3 separate regions of the Mus musculus genome follow, and regions 1 and 2 are each linked to region 3. A link is a contact called in public Hi-C and promoter capture Hi-C data. All regions are on one chromosome and are shown on one strand. Each heading gives the region's core, a stretch centred on a gene start, on an enhancer-like site or on the middle of the called end of the contact. The rest is flanking DNA. Distances are from core to core; before and after follow the strand shown.

Region 1 (2,700 bases), core at 189-2,688, 520 kb after region 3:
TTGCTCTCTCTGACTTGCACGTTGTGTAACTTCCTCCCTTCGGCAACACATTGATTCTCTGGCTGTAAATACTGCCTTCGACACAAGGTTAAAGCCGTGTGCTTGCAGCTTGGAGAGAGCAGAGGAGATAATGTCAACTTTAATTCCTGTGTTTTTCCAAACACAAAGATTAGGCCAAAGGTCACAAGTGGAAATGAAATAAAAATGGAAAACAGATGTTAGGAAGCCCACTGGTAATGGAAACACAAGAGGCAATGAAAGTTACTGAAAGGAAAACACAGCTAAAAACATGCACACAACCCAGAGAGCAGGGTCTCAGGGAGGTTTTGTTTTCATAACGATGTGTTTTAAAAAGCCCGACTTTTTAATATTTCCTACAGTGATTTAATTTCTTATACTTTTTTCCTTCCCTATCTAGAGGCAGAATTCAGCAGATGGCAGAAACCACCCTCTCCAATACCCTGAATAGTCAATGTACCCCAAGTATGCACACTGTCACAACCGGAGGTCAGTTGAAAGGGGACGTTTGTCTTCCAATTGGCAGGTTGCCACTTTCAAAGGTGCATCCATTCTTAAGCCAGCTTCCTGTTCAGCTCTGGGCCTGAGACCTGGGCGTCATCAGGGACAAGTCTGTTCTGGGAGAACAGCTGCTGGGGTGGAATTTCATTTAGATTACAATGCACGTCACAATTGTAGTTCTCTCTCTCTCTCTCTCTCTCTCTCTCTCTCTCTCTCTCTCTCTCTCTCTCTCTCTCTCTCTCCCTCTCTCTCTCTCTCTCTCTGTATTTAAAAGGAAGCTCTGTATTTTGGTGTGTGCTGACTTTTATAGTTGATCTCCAGCCAATAAAAAGAGGAAGATGTTAGAAAGTCAGTGGAAATACCTAACTCTATGTATGATATTTTGGAATGCTATAAACAAATACGCATCGGACATCTAGAAAGTACCCTGAGGCTTTTGCCTGTGTTATCTTTTAAAAAGTCAGACGAGTCATAAAACAAAAACAAAACCACATTGTAACATGGCTGAGAAAGTTCTAGCATTTAAAGTAAAACCAGAAAAGAAAGACAATTAAACACACACATCCCCCAGCTTGTCCTCCTACCCACAGGCTCCTAGGGAGCCTTCCTGGGGCTGCTGTGCGTCTTTCTGGCTAATATCGACCAACTGACTGAGGACGGCAAAGGGGAACTGGCACACCTTGGCGGCAGGTATGTAATTAAGAGGAGGTAATTAAGGATCATTGCTGGGTGCGCTGACAGCGGGCATGTAATTACGAAGGAAGAAGAATCAGAACAGGAGCCAGGACGTGAATGCCAAAGTATGCTCAGAAACCTGGACCCTAAAATCACTTCCTCTGTGGGAGGCAGGTCATTTCAGTCCTGTGCTTTAAGAGCTGTGCTGGCATGGACCAAGGATGAGCCCAGAAACGTTTGTGTCCGGCCTCGGCAGCCTTAGCAAATCATCTCGTCTTTTCATTGCTCATCCCTCCCTCCCAGACACGGTCCAAGACATTCCATTTTTATGTGCGTTTGTATTTTCTCAGGAACAGACACATTAACAGGATGGGTTTAACCATAGTTCAGTTTATTTACGATCCTCTGGTTAAATGTTAATAGCCTCAAGTCAAGGATCTAACGCAAGAATTTGGAGCCGGGGATTTTGCAGGCTGTATTTAGTGACCACTCAACAGCATTAATATCCAGCTGTTTATTTTATTTTGTTTTATTTCAAATCACACATGTGGAGGGGGTTGGGAGGTACATGCCCATGAGTGTAGGTGCCCAGTGGAGCCCAGAAGCTCATGTCAGTTTCCCTGAAGCTGGAATTACAGGTGGCTGTGAGATGCTTGACATGAGTCATGGCAACTGAAATCAGGTCCCCTTCGAGATCCGGAAGGATTCTTAACCACTGAGCCATCTCTCTAGCCTCTCTCCGGGTTATTGAATACTAGGCACCATTCTAAGGACTGCTGATGAGCTAATAATCCCTTTAATCCTTATGAGACCGATGCCTGGCAGTTTCTGTCAGTAGCATCCCCCTTCTTAAAGCGAACTTCTAGGCAGGGTAACATCACAGAATTTGCCCAAGGTCACATGTCTGATGAGTGGCTGAGTAGGGACTGACTCCTAAGTGTACTCTCCTGGCCACCATACTGTTTCTTTATCTTTTCACAGTTTCCATGAAAGTCCTTTTTTGACTATTTCCTACTGGGGGTCAAACTTGTTAGATTAGATTATTAGACTATTATTGCATGTCTATATGAGGGATGGAATTCCCCCCACCCCCAACTTCCTAAGTCATCTTAATGCACTGGATAAAGAGCTTGAGCTGCCACACACGCCATCTATTGTATGTTTGTGTGTGTGTGTGTGTGTGTGTGTGTGTGTGTGTGTGTGCTTGTGTGTTCCTTGTCAAGTCTTTCTGCTGGAGTATGGATAACCTATTGTCTCAAGTCATAGCCAAGCTCTGATGAGGTAGAATTCAAACTCTAATGTAAAAGTCAAGCGCTGATCGAAGATGCCTAACAAAGTTAGCATCTGCATCCTAGGAGTTAATGCATTCCGAGGGGGGAGGGGATGGGAAGCTCAGGGAGACTGGGAAACTCAGCTAAGGAGAAGCCAAGAGTCAGCACAGCATGAAGCAAAAACAAGCAAACAAACGAAGCGACACACCCCTGCATCCTCTCCACAGAGCCTGCA
Region 2 (2,743 bases), core at 114-2,613, 540 kb after region 3:
ATGAGCTTGCATGGGTGGAAAGGGGGAGTATGTACATATGATGATGTCAGAGGCAGATACTCTCATTCTCTGCCCACTTCTCCTGAGACAAGACCTGTCACAGAACCTGAGACTAGGTTGGCCACTAACAAGCCCTGCAATGTTCTTGTCTCTGTTGCACACAATGCTAGGGCTACAGTTGTGTATGTCCATGCCTGGCTGTTTACTTGAGTGTTGGGATCCAAACTCAAGTCTGAATGCTTACACAGCCCACGCTCTTACCTGCTAAGCATCCTCCCGCATAAGCAGTATGCTTTCATAAAGTCTTAGTACCCTCTTTCTTTTAAAAAGGCTATGATTTTATTTCTTCATTAATAATCGAGTAATTAGCAGACTTACTAAGATCTATTAACATGCATTTACTTTGTATAAGTAAGGTCTGAAGAAGTAGCTATCCATCTTATAGTATCTGGTTATAACCCTTTCATTATTCAACTTTGAGATTTCTCTCTGGCTACAACTGTAGTAACAGTATAGCAGAAAAGAAACAGGAATGGACAGAGGTTGAAGACAGCAACATAGCACACAGATGACATCTCTTCTCTGTTTCTCCAGCCCAGCTACATCATGAAGAACAGCGAGTGAGAAGTCACACCATGCTGAGATGATGTGAGCACATAGTCTCTTTGTCCTCTCCTCAGAGGCTTCTACGTGTCAGGATATGATTGGATCAACATTCCACTTGGTCCCCAGCAGAGAATATGATTGACAGGGAACCTATTTCATCATTTGCTTTAAAATCGTGGTTATCGCTCCTTTTATATTTATCTGGGTTTCGCGGATTACTGCACTTATAAAGGATTAGGCATTTTTTCTGCTTGCATCAGAGGTATGTAAGGAGAATGCCTGCGTGGTTCCAGGCAGTAGATGATTTCCTTGGCACCTGACCAGAGCGAGGCTCAGCCACGAGTATTTATTACTCATTAACACAGGGACCATTCAGCTCTTGGGTCAACTCAGATACCGGAAAACTGACTGCTTTGGCGCATTTAAAACCTGAGAACAAATATATATAATTTTAGGTCCCTCTGCTGAGTTACCTGCAAAAACCATTAGGTGGGATAATGAATCCAGCAGGTGGACACCAGCTGATACTTTGCACAGTGTTACATTTTATTAGAGAGGATCTGGCATTTCCTCGTTGAGGCAGAGCCAGCCATTTGTTGATTCAGGCATCAAAGATACAGCCTTGTCTTTTGGGTATAAAACCTTGCCTCTCAATATTGCACATATCTAGCCAGGAGTGTTTCCCACTGATTCAAGTGCATGCGTTAAGAGAGAGCTTCACCTGCACAGCTAACATGAATAATGCAAAGGAATCGACTCTCCTTTGTTTGCACTGTGGAAGACAAATGAAGTTCTAACCAAGAGACTTCTACAAACAGAACAAGTAATGGTGAGGTTGGCACGTGAGTGTGTGAAGGAAGGCACTCCGAGGTCTATGGCTTGCCTCCAGCATTTTGTGCCTTCCCAGGAAGGACCCGCCGGCTCATTGTTTCAGACATTCTAAGCTATAGCAGCGCACCTGGACTAGAGCAAACAGTCACTGAGCGGGAAGAAACAGGATGATCCAGAGAAAAGACTGACAGGGGAGTAAACTAAGAAGTTGGCAGGAAGAAGCAATACAAGGGGAATCTGGAAATGCATAAGCATAATTCTGATGAGGAAGACACCCAATTACCTGTTAAAAAGACAAGTGAGTGGGGAGGAAGGATATGGCGAAACCAGAGAAGTTAGAGTATATTAAAGGAGACACATTTAAATTATTAAGAGAAGGCATAGTTAGTACAGCACTAAAGTATTTGCTTTGAAAGTATGAAGACCCAAGCTTCCATCCAAGAACACATAAGCCAGCCTTCGTGGCGCCCACTTGTAAATCCAGTACTGCAGGGGCTGAGACATGAAGATCGCTGGGATTCCTTGGCCAGCCAGCCTAGGCTGTGTAGCCAGTACCAGGCCAGTATGAGATCCATTCTCAACAGAGCCCGTACTCCCTGGGCATAAGGGCAGCAGACAGGCTCAGGTCTAATGTGTTGTTTTTCTTGGGGTCTGGGACACAAATGTTAATGTGACTGGTGGCTAATCAGTGTGTATAAAACAAGTCAATAATTTGTGATTCTTTTATCAGAGTCCTCTCTGAATGATGTGCTTGGTTTCTGCTGTTCTTGGATTCCTTAGGAGCAGACATCAGACTAACCTTCTCTACCACAAGGGCCGACACTCGCTCGACAGCTTCAGTTTGTTGACTGACTCTTAGATGTCCTGGAGATGTTAAGCGTGTCAGCTCATGCTAATCTAAGCTTTTGAAAAACAATGCTTATGATGTGGTTTGTAAAAGTGAGGATTATGCTGGTAGGAGCGTTACTCTGTAGTGAATATGATTATTCCTGTCCTCAGACTCAAATAAGAAATCTCCAGAAACATAAGACATTGAATCGTCTTTCTTTTCTGTTTATATTTTAAACTGAAGACTTCAAAATATTTAAATTATACCAACTGCAGGCCAATCACAAGAGGCTTGGACTATACATACTTTGAAGTTAGAGCCGGGAACTTGGGTTATCAGCTTGCAAAACCATCTGTTACATTCTCCACACACGATTTTCTTTGCACCCTGGAGTTAGTGTCTACAGAAGGCGCTGGAGTTGAGTTTAATTAGAAATTGAAACAAATGTGATGAAAATCCAAAGTCGGTGTTGGCTTA
Region 3 (2,700 bases), core at 194-2,693:
GAACTCGAACCTTGGACTTGTTTCAAGATCCAATACACTTCTGGAGTGGTGCTTAGATTATCATCTCCCACTGGGAAAAACTATCTAAGTATGGCAAATGCCTGTGCCCATCCATATACGTGCACATATCAGAGGATGAACTGATTCGATTCTCCTACTGGTGAAAGTGTTGAAGTCTAAGCACTTATAAGCAGGAGAGATGATGTTAAATAGCCTTGTTTGAAGATTAAACAGCATTAGAGTCGCTAACTTGCCGTGTTTGTTGCTCACAGAATAAAGATCATTTGTGGTTTCCTGGTTATGTGAAAGGATCTTTTCCATTCCATGCTAAATTTCCATGCTATGCCTTCAGTTTGAAAAACAGGCTGTTCTAACAAATCAGACACTTATCCCAAAGTGAGGGGGACTCCTTCACACAAGCATCCTTTCAGATAACTGGGTTCACCGTTCAAAGCCAGTGATGTACCAGTGATGTGTTCCTACTGAAAACTGCAAAGCTCTGTGGGTAGATGCAAGCACTGGCACCCATCCCGGTTAGGAAACCGTTTTGCTTGGCAAAGCATGTGGCAGAATCCAAGTAGCAGCAAAACTAAGGTTGCAAGGTAGCACACAGTGAGGCTGTCAGTGTTTACTAAGAGTTAAAGGCGTGGCCGACACCGTGCTAGGCGCTGCGAATCCCGTGTCAGTCTCAGGGGCAAGCATTCAGGGTTCGGGCCGGGACGTGGCTGAGGGCACTTCCAGGTCACAGCGAGAGGACCGCTGGGTGTCCTTTCAGCTTTCACCTCAGAGCCCACACGCTCCGCCCTGGTTTCCGGGGCCCGAGACCCGCACTTGCCCTGCAAGAGCCTCCGGAAGGCGGCGGCATCCAGCCCGTGCAACGTATGGTGCCGCGACAAGTGCACCGAGACGCCCCCAAATCTGTCCAGCTCGCCTTGTAGCTCGGCCCCGCAGGAGCCCGGGGTCTCCAGGCCGCCCGAGGCTGTGCGCCGCCCCGGCCGGAGCCTGGCTCCGCCCGCGTAAAGCAATGTGGAGAACCAGTAGCGGGTCCTCCTCACCCACCACATGGCTGCACCTAGCCTTTCCGTTCTCCCCTTCCCGCCCCGCCCACATCGCCTGACGTAGCATCTCTTCCCTGTCGCACGCCCCGCCCCTTCCAGCCCTGCCCGGTCTACCACGCCAGACGTAGCCTGGTCTCATCCTGGGCGCACGCCCCGCCCCTTCCCGCCCCGCCCACATCGCCTGACGTAGCCTTGTCTCCTCCAGGGAGCACGCCCCGCCCCTTCCCGCCCCACTCTCGTGACCCCGTGCAACCTCACCTCTTTCCGGCGATCGCCCCGCCCCATCTCGCGGCGAACACTCTCAGGCCTCTTCCGGAGCTCGCTCCGCCCCTTTTCGCTGGGAGGAGGGCCGACCGTAAACTCTCGAAACGTGTCTCCACCCGCTAAGCTTGAGCTGGACTTGCCATTTGGTAGAGCTTAGTGGAGCTGACTGTCCTCGACGGGTCTGGAACAGAGAGGAGAAACTTTCGGATTTTGTTGTTGTTACTTTAAGCCCAACCACATTCGCTTCGGGACTAGGCAAAGCAGCGGAACAGCCGAAGTCCACTTTTCAAGGGTTCATAACGTCAACGGCGGTGCCTACGCCTAGCCCTTCTTTCTTTCCGAAACGGTGTCTTGCGAGACCCTCGCTCTCCGCCTCCGCCTCGTGGGTGGCGCTTCTACGCGGAGCATTACGGCGTGCGCGCCGCGCCGCTGACCTCTGACCCGGAAGTTTGATCCCCGTGCCGCGCACGTTGAGCCGGCTCGGGGCTGCTTTTCTCCGACAGCCTGCGGTCATGTCTTCCAAGAAGAACCGAAAGCGGCAGAAGGAGGGCGCGGAGGGCGCCTCGCCCTCGCTCTCTGCGGCTCCGTCCCGCTCAGGGACCTCGACTCCTTTCGCCCAGCCGAGCCCGGCGGCGCCGGGGATGCTGGTGGTGACCAACTTCCTTGAGAAAGGTGAGGAAAGCGCGGGCAGCCGCGGGGCTGAGGCGCCTGAGGGGAGCGCGGCGTGTGGAGGTGGGCGTGACGCGGGAGCCCGCGGACCGCCAGGCGGCCCGGCCCGAGGCGCCCGCCCGGCCCTCTTTGCAAAAAGTTGAGGATTGCCTTTTTACTTTTTCCTCTTTCATACGTACTTCGGGAGCACTGGCGATGGCGTACGCCACGGGACCTTGACTAGCAACCCTCGAGGTGGCCTTGGCTCCTTGGAGACTCACTGTCCAGTCAGCCCGGCAAAAACGGTTCTTACCTAGTGAGCCTAGCCTGCGCTCAAACGCTAACTTGTGACGATGAACGCGTACTGCCTAACAGCGCTCTGGCTGTAGGGACAACGGCAGCGTTTAGTTACTGCTGTTGACTAGTCGCACCCTGGTGTTAGTCCTAAGTTATCCCGTCACGTGTGCCGCTCCTCTGGTTTTTCACAGAAACTGTGGTCAAAATGAGTACGGAAAGGTCAGGTCCCCATCTCACAGATCAGAAAAGGCTAACGGAGTCGCATATCAGGTACCCAGGCACCAGTGGCTGGCAGAGTCCGTGTTGGAGTACAGGTCTCTTTGATTCCGGAGCTGTTTGTCTGAGATGAGTTTTGTTGGCTTGGTGAATGGACAGACTTCACGTCTGAAAAATGAGCTACTTGGTAAACCTTTTAGCTTGTATGATGTGTAGT

The links. Promoter capture Hi-C pulls out the DNA fragments that hold promoters and counts their contacts. A called contact is a pair of places that touch in the nucleus more often than the background predicts.
Region 1: a Hi-C map of uterus shows a contact between it and region 3, with 2.6 times the contacts expected there. The contact joins the enhancer-like site here to the promoter of Spata5 in region 3. A contact is called at or near these places in 3 of 39 promoter capture datasets (the 3T3-L1 cell line and hippocampal neurons), 2 of 484 Hi-C or Micro-C datasets (muscle stem cells and uterus) and 4 of 115 datasets of contacts at active chromatin or transcription factors (the 230-238 cell line, large pre-B cells and pro-B cells).
Region 2: a contact with region 3 is called in a promoter capture Hi-C map of hippocampal neurons, with 3 times the contacts expected there. The contact joins the enhancer-like site here to the promoter of Spata5 in region 3. A contact is called at or near these places in 8 of 39 promoter capture datasets (3T3-L1-derived adipocytes, the C10 cell line, the HPC-7 cell line and 4 more), 1 of 484 Hi-C or Micro-C datasets (uterus), 5 of 115 datasets of contacts at active chromatin or transcription factors (acute myeloid leukemia, embryonic limb bud, large pre-B cells and 2 more) and 2 of 9 other capture datasets (adipose tissue and macrophages).

Annotation. Positions count from the first base shown.
Region 1 is chr3:37,934,938-37,937,637 of GRCm38.p6, forward strand. Gm20755 (predicted gene, 20755) reads left to right here. Exons shown (of 4, transcript NR_040559.1): 2 at 419-507. Among named protein-coding and RNA genes, the nearest start is that of Gm20755, 37 kb to the left of the region's middle. Within about 2 kb of position 1,439, at least 54 of the 459 cell types and tissues checked have an H3K27ac peak or open chromatin away from gene starts, as enhancers often do. A contact at or near this core is called in muscle stem cells and uterus, where this site is marked.
Region 2 is chr3:37,961,583-37,964,325 of GRCm38.p6, forward strand. The region is part of intron 2 of Gm20755 (predicted gene, 20755); the gene reads left to right. Among named protein-coding and RNA genes, the nearest start is that of Gm22899, 32 kb to the right of the region's middle. Within about 2 kb of position 1,364, at least 41 of the 459 cell types and tissues checked have an H3K27ac peak or open chromatin away from gene starts, as enhancers often do. A contact at or near this core is called in pancreatic cancer cells, where this site is marked.
Region 3 is chr3:37,418,507-37,421,206 of GRCm38.p6, forward strand. Spata5 (spermatogenesis associated 5) reads left to right here and starts at 1,444. Exons shown (of 16, transcript NM_001163511.2): 1 at 1,444-1,994. The coding sequence starts at 1,835. It overlaps Nudt6 (nudix (nucleoside diphosphate linked moiety X)-type motif 6), which reads right to left and starts at 1,090. Exons shown (of 5, transcript NM_001291044.1): 1 at 836-1,090. The coding sequence starts at 1,064.